3 separate regions of the Rattus norvegicus genome follow, and all the other regions are linked to region 2. The links are chromatin contacts, called in public Hi-C maps. All regions are on one chromosome and are shown on one strand. The core of a region is the stretch at or near the end of the contact, and the rest is flanking DNA. Distances in the headings are between cores, read along the strand shown.

Evidence for each region. A called contact is a pair of places that touch in the nucleus more often than the background predicts.
Region 1: a contact with region 2 is called in a Hi-C map of kidney, with 4 times the contacts expected there. The contact joins the enhancer-like site here to the promoter of Ppp1r3c in region 2. A contact is called at or near these places in 8 of 12 Hi-C or Micro-C datasets (the A7r5 cell line, the Rat2 cell line, Schwann cells and 5 more) and 1 of 1 datasets of contacts at active chromatin or transcription factors (oligodendrocytes).
Region 3: a contact with region 2 is called in a Hi-C map of liver, with 2.4 times the contacts expected there. The contact joins the promoter of Fgfbp3 here to the promoter of Ppp1r3c in region 2. A contact is called at or near these places in 2 of 12 Hi-C or Micro-C datasets (frontal cortex and liver).

Annotation. Positions count from the first base shown.
Region 1 is chr1:243,745,530-243,748,229 of GRCr8, reverse strand. Hectd2 (HECT domain E3 ubiquitin protein ligase 2) reads right to left here. Exons shown (of 21, transcript NM_001107608.3): 16 at 1,796-1,870; 17 at 1,024-1,111; 18 at 833-939. Among named protein-coding and RNA genes, the nearest start is that of Hectd2, 59 kb to the right of the region's middle. Within about 2 kb of position 1,344, at least 4 of the 93 cell types and tissues checked have an H3K27ac peak or open chromatin away from gene starts, as enhancers often do. A contact at or near this core is called in kidney, where this site is marked.
Region 2 is chr1:243,877,264-243,879,963 of GRCr8, reverse strand. It overlaps Ppp1r3c (protein phosphatase 1, regulatory subunit 3C), which reads left to right and starts at 1,437. Exons shown (of 2, transcript NM_001012072.1): 1 at 1,437-1,538. The coding sequence starts at 1,525.
Region 3 is chr1:244,057,165-244,059,864 of GRCr8, reverse strand. Fgfbp3 (fibroblast growth factor binding protein 3) reads left to right here and starts at 1,291. Exons shown (of 2, transcript NM_001109165.1): 1 at 1,291-1,363; 2 at 1,648-2,700. The coding sequence starts at 1,712. The coding sequence ends at 2,464.

The DNA of each region.
Region 1 (2,700 bases), core at 95-2,594, 130 kb after region 2:
TATAGTTGCTGCTACTTTATAACTGTTGCTTCTGTTATGAATCAATCCAATATACAAGATACCTGCTATGTGACCCCTCTGAAAGAGCTGTTATCGACCCCACAGGGGTCATGACCCACAGGTTGAGAACCATTGCTCTGTAACAAGCCAGAAAGAAAGCCTCTTGTTCCTGCCACCATTAGCATTTTGATAATCCATTTCTTTCTTCTTTAAAAACAACATAAATGAAAGGCTACTCCAGACTCTCATGATAAAACAGAAGGGACATATGACAGGCAGCATGGCATGTGCCTGGTTATTTAAGGTGAGAGAATCATGTAGTATTTACAAAATGGTATTCTAACTCCAAGTTACATGGTCAAGACAAGTCAAAGCACCATAAAAGCCCACCAGAAGCTGTGGAGGAGTTGCTGAGACCCTAGGGTAGGCAGGGCAATCACACAGCACACTCGCACATCCCCCACCCGGGAGCCAGGCATTAACTCTTCTGCTATGTTTACTCCTAAGTCTCAACATCTTCATACAGCTTTTAAAGCCCTGATCTAAGGCATAGTAGAAAAGAGAAAGAGCTGAAGTCACATTTTTCTTTCTCTAAAGGAGAAAGGTGAAAGAGGAACACTACTGTTATTTCTAATTTTAGAAACGTTTTGATTCTTTGTGAGGTTCACATCATGCTCCCCAGTCCCACCCATCTCCTAATCCTCTCATATCCGCCCAATGTCCTTGCAACCTCTTCATTTCCTAATTTTAAAAGCTTATCTATTATGATACTTAGGAATTATCTGCTGTACCATTACAAAACATAATCAAAAGCTTAAAAATTTAAACTCACCATTAGGGCATTTGAAGCACACACGCTATGAAATCCACAGTAAAATGCAGCAAATTGCTTATAGATAGATTTGTTCAAAAGGAAGTCAGTATAAAGCTGTACATATTCTGGAAAGCAATTTCACATCTGTTACACAGTCATAGGAATAAAAAGGTATAACTCACTGCGATTTAAAATGGTATCTAACTTACCTCTTCTATTCTGATTGGTAACTGGAATCTTATCACCCCCTGGCTTTAAGTTATAGGATTTAATTACTCCAAATTCTTCTTGAAAAACCTGGTGGGCGATACCACATGTTAATTGGACTGTTGACATACAGAGGCTTCGGGTGGGTAGATCCGTAGAACAGTTCTGCCTCTACATTAACACACAACTGCCACAAGCCTCAACTTTCTAGTGATATTTATATTAAGGGGTGTCATTCTGAGGTAAAAAAGCAGGTTTCCAACCCTTCCTGTTAAATACAGTTAATGTTTTAACAAAGCTCACAGAACCTGTATGGCAAGTGAGCAGAGTGGAAATGAGTGGTTTTCTGTTTGACTCATTACCTGCTCCTAAACCTCCTGTGTTGGGGCAGTGTAAGAGGCCAGCTAGCTTTGGAGTAAAGCCAACCAGTCACGGGAATATGCAGCTGTCTTCGGGGCGTACCATGCCCTTGATGAATTCATTTTCGCCTGCTTATCTGCATGTGTCTGCAGTACTGTCTCTATTACATTTGATACTTTTAAAATTAGTTAAGTGAGAAAAGTGTTGCTATAAGGCTCAAAAATCACAATTCTTGTGTCTGAGACTCCTGAGTGCCTAGACCTCTGATACACTGCTACACTCAGACTAAAGATCCTTCTCTTAAGAATTTACATGTTGATTATTCTTGTTCATCTAACAACAAGTGCTTAGGAACAATGACATTTTCATATTTAAGATTACAGGTCATACACAGTGCTATGCTTTCATCAGTACCTGGAATGTTGAATAGAAATCTTCTTCAACATTGCCTTCATATGATAAGAGTTCCTTTAATCCATGGGCCAACTCCTGTAAAAACAAATCTGTGATCTATCTTTTACAATCAACTAGCATTACTTCAAACTGTAAGGGGACGACTGTGGGTCCCTTACCTGTGAGAATAAAAAGTGAACTCATATTTTAAAACAAATATTTGAGATGTGCTTTCTAAGACTCATGATACTTGCTAAAGATTTCTACCATCCATAGCTTGGAAAACCTGAAGTCCATGCCGGAGGGAACTGTCCAGTTCATACCACAGAAATCTAACTCTCTGATCCACTATTAAGCAAACAGGTGTTACAGTTCTACTGTGACTTCCAGTAATTCCTGTCTTCCTGCCACATCACCTATGGGTCTGCAGTGCGTCTCCCTTTCAAATCACATATATATTTAAAATGTGCTATTCCAGGATGCAGTGCTCAAACCTTAGACACACAGCTCATATGCATTAAGGGTTTATACATTTCGTTATCGTGTCCTCTTCTCCCAAGAAAAGCCTGAGAGCGCTGGGAGAAGTATTTTCTTATTTTAGTTATCTATGAACAAAACTGAAAAGAAGAACTGGCTCAATATTTCATTTTTTATCAAGTTTCATGAAAAATTACTCTTAATTTATTAAATTGTTTGAAGAGATAAGTAATGTCATGGGCTAGAATAATTTTACTTTACATAATGCATTTTAATTTCATTAAAAGTACAGGGACCAGAGCCTTAGATCTGGCAGGGTAGAGGTGATTTTTATCCCGATTACTATGACTTTATATTTATATATATAAATCTGTATCTATATCTATAGCTCCATCCTACAATCACCATCTGTAGGAAAGTCACACTGCACTGTAGGAACCACATAGAGA
Region 2 (2,700 bases), core at 188-2,687:
AAACTGGAGTTGTGTATGAGCCACCCGGGCTGGGTGCCAGGAACTGTCCTCTGAGCCGCAGAAAGCAGCAAGGCATTCCTAACGTCTGAGCCGCCGCGTCTCCACCCCATTGCATGGACTGCTTTTTCTTTACTGCAACAATTCTAGTGTTTGACAGTTAAATGGCAGAGGAAATTTTTGCACGTTTTGATTGGCTTCTGGGTAACCGAGCAGAGCTAGGCCATGGGCTTGTAAAAATAATCTGTACACATAACGCATATATTAACAATTAGAAAAAAAGAGAGGCCATGAATTTGAAAGAGAACCAGGAACATACATAGGAATGTTTAGAGGAAGAAAAGGGAAGGGGGAAATGATGTAATTATATTAAAATCTCAAAACAAAAACAGAGCAAAAGAAGAAGACATTTGCGTTTGACTAATTTTATAGCCCCCTCCACCCCCACCCCCAGGGTTTCTCAGTGTAATCCCTGGAACTCACTCTGTAGACCAGGCTGGCTTTGAACTCACAGAGATCTGCCAGACTCTGCCTCCGGAATGCTGGGTGTGCTCCATCACAGCCGGTCGGACTTCATAGTTTTTAATGGTACAACAGATATGGTCCCTTCAAGCTCCAAAAGAAAAGAAGGAAATCTCAGAGAAAGCGTGAGATGAACTGTGACTTTGAACTCTGCCTAGGGAAGTCAGAACTCTGTCTAGGGATCTGGGCTATCTGCTGTGTCTGGTGACAAAGAGCAAGGACAGTAACTTCGTGTTGGCCTATAGTTCTCTCTTCCAAGGAGAAAGCTGAATAGATCAGCATAGTGTCGGTTTGCTTATTTAGATGCAGAGTCTTGCTAAGCTGTACAGGCTGGCTCTCTGCCTCTGTCTTCAGAGGGAAGAGAACACTGGGCCACTTCGTTTCACCGGCTCATGTGTTTTCTTAACATTTGGGTGGTTCTGAGGCTTTATTTGTGTAGGAAGAAGAGCCAGCCAACTTTTTTTTTTTTTTTTTTTTTTTTTGCTTGGGCCAAGGGTGCTTGGATACACAACGCAAGGAGCACCACAAGCATTTCAAAATTCACAGACAAGGGGTGGAGCCACAACTTTCTGAGCTCAGATTCAACTCTGCACAGACCCACGCGTTTCCATAGAAGACCCCGCCAGGCTCGCATAAGCTGCAGAAGGCCAGCTGCGAGCCGTGAGCTACGTGCTGCACGCCAGGTTCCAGGAACACGCCTGGGTCCCGCTGGCCCAGGGCTCCCGGACACTGCGGCCGCCTTCCAGCACGCTCTGGTCACATCCAGCCCCGCGGTGATCACGTTCCAGGGACAGGGGCTCGTGCCCCAGCTGCGCAGCGGTTGGCCGGGGAATCGGGCCTCTGATTGGTCCGAGGGACCAGCTCACGTGATCGGGCTCTGATAAGCTGCCTCCCCGCTTGCCTGCGGTCAGTCGGCGGGCTTGACCGCGGCGCTGCATCCGCTAAGTGCGTGGTGCGAAGCTGCGCTGGGTGCGGTTGTCGCGGTCGCCACTGCCTCTCGGTCCAATGAGCTGCACCAGGTACGTGCAACTCCGCGCCCTATTGGAGGGGAACCCGAAGCTGCGGGGACTTTGGGGGCTTCTGTGGTTTTGCCTTCTCTGCAGATGGGAGACTCCCAGGTTGATGGCTGAGTTTAATTGTCCCGGAGGCCTTGAAGGGATGGACTTAGAGTTGTATTTCTTAGTGCCTGTTTTGGGAAATCTACATCTCAAAGCAGAAACTGCCTTAGTGAGTCAGCTTTAGCTGCGATTCCCTTTGCTGAAGTGACTGTTGCCTTTGAGCTCAAAGATCCAAGCACTTGGGGGGCAGCTTAGTTTGCACCCATGTATTGCGGTGGGGTAGTTTAGTCTGCAGCAAAAGTTCCAGGAGGATTTGCATTTCTTTTCCCATTTTCCTTATCCTGGCTTGCCATAGAATATTCAGTCTTAGAGTTTGAGAAAACTATTATTTTTAACTCTTGGCTGGGACTAAGAATTCCAGGGAACTAGCCCAATACTAAAACTCTCTATAAATGCAGAAGTGAAAAAGAAAAACGACAGCCCAACCAATAAAAACGAACAACAGCTCCATCAACCAGGTAACCAAGACCATCTCATGAAATTTCGTTGCTTCTCCAGTCTTGACTTAGTCCAAGAATTCTCTCTCCCCAAATCCTGCCTGTTAACGTTGTGAGACAGATACATCTTGAGTTTTTGTTGCTGGAAGTTTGTGATCCTCTCAGAAAAACCCTAGGGCTATTAAAATGAGTCTGTGTACATTCTTTACTGGGCTTTTGTGATGGTGACCATTTATAGGGTGCTCTGCTTAGTGGTGGTATGAAGAGAATTCTTCCAGCCAGACTCTATATGTGATCAAAGTATGTTATAGTCATATATGAACTGTCAAAGAATAAACAATTAATAGTCAGGCTGCAAAAATGGCACCTACTGTATTTCATGTTCTTTGACTTATAAGGCGGAAATCGGAGAGGAAAATCTTAATTCCGTAAGTGTGGAAATAGAGTGTGGTTCAAGGGAAAGAAAGGCCAGGAAAAGTCTTGGTGGATGATTCTTGGTTGGATGGGCACTGTTGTAACTGCCTTTCTGCTTGTAAATACCAGTTACCCAACAATAGGAAACACCATAGCAGCCCAAACCGGTAGGTACTGTAATTCCACCAGGCCAAGGTAATGGACATCTTAGT
Region 3 (2,700 bases), core at 42-2,541, 180 kb before region 2:
CCTCTACCAGTGAGAAACATCCCCATTCCCTGGAGAAATAAGAGCTTTATCAAAATAACTTTTTATTATTACTGTGTGTATTACTTGTATGCGCCTGAATGGAGATCACAGGACAACTTTGTGATGCCATTCCTCTTTTCCTACCCTCACATGGGTCTCCCCAGCCTCTTGGCAATAAACTCTTAAAGTAAAAAAAAAAAAAAAAAAGACCACATATACTATGGAGCTAAAGGTGAGATGAATATAAAAATCTCAAAGTTTAAAAGTAACTTTGCTTAAAATACAAGGTCAAGGTCACAGTCAGATCCACAATGAACTCAAGGCAGGAGAGACCCTGTTTTAAAAAAAAGGGCGTCTTATGGCCCAGCAAATTAAAGAGACTTGCTGCTCAGCCTGGTCATCTGAGTTGAATCCTTCAATTCTTGAGACCAACAAGGTGGGAGGAGATAGCAGATTCCTGAAACTTGTCTTTTGGCTTCCTCAAATGCGCTGTAGCATTCAAGCACACACACACAACAATAAGAGTAAACAAAATTCTTTTTTAATTTTATAAATGTTATTATAAAAAACTTGCAAAGAAAAATAAACACACAGCAAAACTAACTCGACCCAAAGTCTACCCCTCTCCTGAAGAGGCAGGCGAAGAACGGGTTAGTGCTTAATTATGCCACTTGGATTTGTATTACTTTCCAACCACAAAGCAATTAGTTCTTTTAGGACCTTTGAGTTTTGAAAGATATTTAGAACTAATTTACCATATCCCAAATAGTTAAAAAACCAGAATGCCCCCGCTTAGGTGTACTGATGAAAATACAGAACTGAGTGATAAGAAAAATAGACTGAAAATAGTGGGACTTTTGAGACGACTCCATAGGCAAAGGTGATTGCCACCCCACTGGGCCCTACAAACGAGTTGGATCCCTGGGGTACACACATACAAGAAATAACGTGCGATGCAAAAAGAAAAAAGAAAACTGCGAATAGCATCTGGTTCTGAATATTGTTTCATTTTATCTTTTTTTTTAACTATATAGACCAGATAAATATGTACAAGTTTCAAAAGGAAAGAAAGTTGTGTTAACATTTGCCTTATTTTCAGCGGTGGAAGCAAATTCAGCATTTTATATTTCATGTTACATGGCTGTTTCTATTATATATCTGCGGCGGAGTGAGTCTGCTCGCCGTTGTATCTTCTGTGTGTGTTAGCAGCGGGTGAAACCTAGTGTGAGAGAAGTCTGGGAGGGGCATGAAGGGGGAGGCCCCTTCTGTCCCATTGATAACAGGTTAATTCACAGACAGCCGTATAAAGCAGACTAATCCCTTATGCAGTCATTCGCTCTATCTCCACCTCTTCTGGAATTCGGTAAGCGAAAAGCACAGGTATCCGATTAACCTGAAATGATTTTGTAGACAGTTTGGTGGTAGGGTTGGGAGGGCGATCATTAAGCTTCATTTTTCTATCTTAGTGAAAGTTTTAAACCGATTCCTTAAACATTAAGTTGTTCCCTTAGGAAAGGCAGCTCTTTAGAGGGGCTCTTCGCTGCTAGCAGAACACTTGCTTCGGGGAAAATCGGGTCAGGGGAGTTGGCAGGTTCCTGTGTCCAGGGAGAGGGCTGAGCGGGATTCATCTGGAGCCTTCATTCGCAGATCCGAGGATGCTCCTCACCGCGTGCTACCTGCGCTGAGGCTCCAGGAATCCCAGAGGAGTGGCATGGCCAACGCGGGCGTGAGTCCTCCCAGGCCGCGGGCGTCGCTCTCGCCGCTGTCGCTGCTACTGCTGCTGGGAGGCTGCTTCCTCTCGGCCGCCGGGAGGGACAAGGGGGCGGCTGGCAGGGAAGTGGCCCGGGCCTCCGGCCCCAGAGACGGCTCCTTGGGTCGCTTCGTGAGCCCAGAGCAGCACGCGTGCAGCTGGCAGCTCCTGGTGCCCGCCCCGGGGACGCCGACGGGCGGAGAGCTGGCCCTGCGCTGCCAGGTCCCGGGCGGGGCGAGCCTGCACTGCACCTACCGCGGGTATCCAGAGCGCTGCGCGGCCACCGGCTCCCGGAGCGCGCACTACTGGAAACGGCTGCTGGGCGCGCTGCGCAGGAGACCGCGGCCCTGCCTGGACACCGCGCCGCTGCCGCCGCGCCTGTGCGCCCACAAGACGGCCAGCGCTGAGCTACACCCGCCCGCGCACTCCAGCCTGCCCGCACGTCCTAGCGAGGAGCCCCGGCCCAGGGTGCGGAGCCGGGCTCGACCGCGACAGTCGGTGCGGTCCCCGAGCTCCCAGCCCGAAAAGAAGCCCTTGCTGGTGAAGTCCAACTCAGGCGGGAGGAAGGCGGGCTCAGACCCGGTTCCGGAGACTCCTGAGGCGGTCGGACTCCAGCCCAACGGGCTGGACCAGAATGCCGAGCTCACTGAGACCTACTGCACTGAGAAGTGGCACTCCCTTTGCAACTTCTTTGTCAATTTCTGGAATGGCTGAGGCTGCGGGCTGGCAGGAGCACTAGGGGCAGGTGCTGCGGAGCAGAGGACAGCGCAGCCGGGGCGGAAGGCGTAGGGCATTTTAGACTAGGAACTGGGATGGAGGGTAGGCTAGTCGGGATTCCAAAATAGGGCAGCAGGTCAGGGTGAGAAGAATCTGAGTCAGCAGGAGAGCTTTTTTTTGCGGCATCTCAATTTTGCCTTAAGGAGCAGAAGAAATACTGGAAACAGATATAT